Regions from separate parts of the Hordeum vulgare genome. Here region 1 is linked to region 2. Evidence: chromatin contacts called from public Hi-C data. All regions are on one chromosome and are shown on one strand. The core of a region is the stretch at or near the end of the contact, and the rest is flanking DNA. Distances in the headings are between cores, read along the strand shown.

Region 1 (2,700 bases), core at 97-2,596, 120 kb after region 2:
TGATGTGAAAGAAGGCGCTGGAGCTCAAACCGTCACTCCAAGTAACCATCCCGCCGACAAATCGCAATGGCAGGCGAGTCAACACTCGCCGGAAACAAGAGAGAGGGTCGACTGAGAGGAAGAGCTCATCTGATGCGATCCAACCAAACCCGACTTTGCCTCCTGAGCACACTGCGTGTGCCTCCCCCGCCATGTCATCTCCGTATGCGGGCCCCAACAAAGTGTGATGCGAGTTCGTTGATCTAGCTCCAATTATGGTTTTTCTTTGGCGCAATTAACTCCATGTGAAATCCTTCTCGCAAAAAGAAAACTCCATGTAAAGCAAAACAGTGTCGCAAAATGCCAATAGCGGGCAATCTCATTGTTTGAAAAACAAAAACATATTTTAAATTTTAAAAATCATATATGGATGTATTCTACATGTGTGTAAATATTGTAGATAAAATCGTGATTTTCAAACCATTGAACAGTACAAATACTGTTCGCTTTTAGAAATGCAGGATTTCATTGTCAGATTTTATATACATGTAGAATAGATCTATATGAATGTGTAGAATTATTTTGAATTTTCTTTTTTATAAAACTCTAACATGCAATTTCCTGCAAAAAAAAACCCCAACATGCAATTACCAATTAACTATTTTTTGCAAAATAACTACTTCCTTCGTTCTTAAATATAAGTCTTTTTAAAGGTTACATGTGAAAGGGAATCGTTTCTGGCCGGTGCACCGGCCGAATCGTTCGGCCGGCCGCACGCGACCGCCTGCGCCCGCTGACTGGTCATGCAACATTTTTTCGTTTAAATTATTGCAACCACCGTCATATTTGCTGTAAGCGTTATTTTTTTCCTACATTTTGTCCAGTAAAAAAGCTGCATATACGTTTGGTTGCAACTCCAGTTCTTCGAATTTTTCGTTACAATCAATGTTTTTATTTTTGCTATAACCGTGTTAATTTTTGCTACAACCGGCATCATTTTTTGCTGCAACCATTCACTAAAAAAGTTGCATACACATCACACGTAAATATTTGTTACAATCGGCGTTTCACTTTTGCTACCACATACCATCAGCTGTGTTTTTTTCCTACGTATCACGTAGATATTTATTTTGCTACAAATTTTGTTTTTTGTTGTAACCGTTGGAAAAATTGCTGCAATCGCATCGAAATTTTGCTGCATCAAAAAAAAAATATTACATGAAGATCCAACGGTGCGGACGCGCGGGGTTGATGGATCGTGCGGCCTGCGCACGGCCGGCCCAAAGTTTCGCGCGCCGGCCCAGATCACTCCCCCGTGTGAAATCTTTGTCGCAAAAAGAAAAAAATCCGTTCACAGCGGAGTGAAAGTCAGGCTGGGGGTTGTTCTTCCTCCGCCGCGCACGGCCTGCACGCCGGCGATTGCTCATAACCCGCGTTACATCCGCCGCCTCCTCCTCGTCGCCGCCGCCGCGGCCTTCATCTACATCCAAGTAAACCCCCTCCCTCCCTCCTTTGCTCTGCTCTCTCCGGCTCTCCCCGTATCAGATCCATTCCGCTCAGCCAGTCGCCGGCCGGGGATCTGACCGCCTCCACCCTCATCTCCTCCACCCGAAAATCAGATTAGCCGAGTAGATTTCCCCTTGATTCGGTTCCCCCTTTCTGTTCAGGTGCGGCTCTTCTCTACCCAGTCTCATGACGCCGGACGCCTCGCCCTCGCCGGAGCAGTACGCCCCCCTACCCATCTCCAGTATCTGATATATACAGGATCCAAACTCTTAACTTGTTCTGCTCTACAGGATCAACCTGATCTCCCCGTCGCCGCTGTTGTCATAATGGCTTGCAATCGACCAGACTATTTGCAGAGGACGGTCGAATCTATCCTCAAGTACGTTGCTTTGTCTCCACTCCTTTGTTTTCCCAAAAAGAAAATTTTCCGATGCTGTTATATGTTGATGGAGTACTCTGTTATATGTGAAATCAAGTTCCTTTTAATCTTATCACCTCACTAGTCATACAACATCTCATAAAGAGAACTTGGGCCACTTTGGTGACAGCTCCTTTTATTTACTTCCATGTAGCTTCAGTTTGTACTTCGTAGAACACAGTACCTGACCAAATGATGGACAATAACTCTTCCAGGTATCAGAAAGCAGTTGCTTCAAAGTTTCCATTATTTATATCGCAGGTAATGCTAATAGGTAATAGCAATTTCAGTTCTTCTTCTCGGTCTCTTTATGTGTGTGGAAGGATATTTTTACTTTGCTTCTTCCAATTGCAGGATGGAACAAATGGAGATGTAAAAAATAAGGCCCTGAGTTATACCCAAATAAGATATATGCAGGTGTGGAAAGAAACACTTGCTCTATGCTTAATTGCCTCATATAACAGAGCACACTCTGCTTCTCCAGTAATATTGCTGGATAGCTGATACAAGTTATTCCGTGACTGCTTACTCTTAAGTAACCATATGAGTGCAAAAATAAAAATTATAAATTTGGCCTGCAAGAAGGTGTAGGTGTACCAAGAGGCAGCAGCGGATCTACGTAGCATTTACAGTATTTTTCTAGGCATACAGCCTACCAGCAAATGATTTGTTTAGCTAGCACTCAATGTTCCTTTTCCCTTTCATGTGTTGCAGCATGTAGATCTCGAACCTGTGCACACTGAAAGACCAGGGGAACACATTGCATATTACAAGATAGCTAGTAGGTAGTCCTCAAT
Region 2 (2,700 bases), core at 58-2,557:
ATTTTCGAAAATGAGGAGTATATTCGACTTCCATGTCATTATGATATATTTGTACGCCCACCGAAAAATATATGATATATTTGTTAGAAAATATTCTCTATGTTTTAGGCCCAAAATATATGACCTCGGCCATCTAGGCATGGTCCATTGTTATAAAGCATATGGCATTGTATCGATTCCTCGAGCTAGCCTTTGTCTCTAACACTCTCTCCCCAACAACATTTCCCCTCTGCACCTAGATAGTATTTGCAAATAAAAAACATGGACAACGTCATGGACTAAAGATTCAGGAGGTATAGAGCAGTAGCAAATGAGCAAAGTGGAGTCAATTAGGTGGATTTGGACGCTTGCATGGAAATGAGAGGCATCTGGACAGGTTTAGTTCCCGCATCACCTGTTGTAGCTAAGGGAGAAGCACGCGCGCATCATTTCAGTCGACGTTTTGAAAGGTCTCTCCAAGAGGTGCATAATTTAATATGATAGTGTGGGCTCTTTCTTTAGAGGCAGAGTCATAAAACCACTACTGGAGGACATCATCCGGACATGTCCTCCTCATCGCCATTAGCGTTAGAAGCCCATCCAGTCATCTGGCTCTGTCACTTGGTTTTCACACTTACTCATTCGGTCGGTCATCTGGCTTTGTTGTTAGCTCAGGAAATGTTTTTACTGAAGTTTTGTAGTTCTGAAAAAAGGTAAGGAAACTAAAAGAAGTTATGGATTGAAAACAAAGTTCAAGAATTATATAAAGTATATGAATTTGGAAAATTTAAAAGAGTTCATAATATTTAAAAAATCATAGATTGGAAACAAATTCACAGATTTAGGAAATATTCTTGGATTTGAAAAAAATAACAAAATTTGAAAAATAAATTTCATGAACTTAGAAAGACACCACAGATTTGAAAAAAAACACGAATTAAAAAACTGTTTACGGAGTTCATGATTTTGGTTTTTTGCGAATTTAATAAAAGGTACCAAATTTGAAAAAAGCTCATGAATCTTAAAAAATGTTCGTGAATTTAAAAATTCAGGGATTTCATAAATGTTTGCGAATTTTAAAAGGTCCGTGAGTTTTGAAAAAGGTTGCGAATTTTGAAAACAAACAAACAAAAAAAAGTTTTTTAACCAAAGAAAAATTACTATCAAAACCAGGAGAACCTTCTGGAAGGTTGCTAAAACCAGGGGAAAAAATGAAATGTTATATGTGTTGGGCCACTATGAAACCATCAAAGTGTTTAGGCGCTCAATGGTATATTTGGCGGCACTATAAGGATTTGCCCAGGGGAGACCACATGTTTCCCGAATAGGAAACATGGGGCAACCAAATGCGCAGGCCGACGCCCTTTGTTCGGCCCGGTGTGGGGCGCTGGGTGTTCTATATTTCTTCGTTGTTTTTTTTTTTCCTTTTTTTACATTTGCTTTTCATTTTAAATAAAATTCAAAGATTTTTTTTTTTGAATTTAAAGAAACTAGTAGGGTGCACCCCTCAAATGCACGGGCAAGCCAGTATTGTCGTTGCAAAGTAAAGTTCATGTATTTTTTGCAAATTAAATTTGGTATATTCAATTTGAAGTCATATTTCTCACGAGATATAGTAACAAAATATTTTTTCAATATGATATATCAACAAACTATTGAGTGAGGATTTTTACGAAGACTCTCATCGAACATGTTGTGCAGGAAATAACCTAGTCTTCCCTTCACAAATTGAATTTTAATATTCAACAAATTTTTGAGTCGTAATATATTGTGCAATGTGATAGAACAACAATAGATCATTTGAGCTCTACTATAAAGACCCTCATACAACACAAACTCATGCATGATGGTCCACTAAATCATTGTCTGTTAGCGAGGTAATGATAGGCAACTCCTCTTGTGGTTGTGTGCATAAGTAGCACATCCAGATTTGTCTCCAGATTATTAGAGTAACTTTTACCAGTTAGCTATAAAAATGGTGTCTCTAAGAAGTTTATAATCATCGATGAGGATTTTTGTGGTAACACAGATTTTCTTAGGATGCTAAAAATCCAATAATTAAATAACTTTACAACATATGGAATCTAACTAAGGTTGACAAATAAAGCAACATGAAAATTTATAATTTGTAAGTTACTAAAACCATAATGATAATTAAAGTATCCATAATTTTGTGATAAAGTTTTTCTATTGTAAATATTTAATTAATACTAAATGTATATATGCTATATTAGGAGACATTAAAAACATGTAGGAATATGACGTCTATCATTTTATATTTGGTATGACATGAATATAAAATCTTGAGATGCATTGACTATATCCAATATGTGTAGATGTATTTATAAACATTGTTAGAATAGAAAACAACATTCTGAAAAATATAAGCAAATTTGAGCATGTTTAGGTCTACAAAAAATATATAAGGTTTAGTATTATGCTAGAGGTATGATGGCTGTGGATGAAAAGTCTACTATGTCCACTAAATTGAAGGTGAAATTGATGTTGAAGTCTGATGACAGATCCAGATTTCTTCTAAACAATTGCAGCTCCATAGTAGAGACACTAATTAAATTCATTCATGTTGAATTTGTGGACCATGTATAGAGCTATAGTTTTACATATCATAAAATTCAGGTCCAACCATCTTTAACTAGATATTTGGTATCTGTGAAAAGGAACAACTACATACTTTGTGGACCAAGAATACTCCCAGATTCT

The links. Hi-C and Micro-C count contacts between places; a contact is called where the count stands out from the background.
Region 1: a contact with region 2 is called in a Hi-C map of leaf, with 4 times the contacts expected there. The contact joins the promoter of LOC123445481 here to the enhancer-like site in region 2. A contact is called at or near these places in 2 of 6 Hi-C or Micro-C datasets (leaf and seedling).

The regions. Positions count from the first base shown.
Region 1 is chr3H:595,657,581-595,660,280 of MorexV3_pseudomolecules_assembly, forward strand. It overlaps LOC123445481 (alpha-1,3-mannosyl-glycoprotein 2-beta-N-acetylglucosaminyltransferase-like), which reads left to right and starts at 1,347. Exons shown (of 16, transcript XM_045122467.1): 1 at 1,347-1,469; 2 at 1,647-1,703; 3 at 1,776-1,864; 4 at 2,119-2,164; 5 at 2,258-2,320; 6 at 2,618-2,684. The coding sequence starts at 1,812.
Region 2 is chr3H:595,541,079-595,543,778 of MorexV3_pseudomolecules_assembly, forward strand. No RefSeq gene overlaps it. Among protein-coding and RNA genes, the nearest start is that of LOC123440931, 46 kb to the left of the region's middle. Within about 2 kb of position 1,308, at least 2 of the 3 cell types and tissues checked have open chromatin away from gene starts, as enhancers often do. A contact at or near this core is called in leaf, where this site is marked.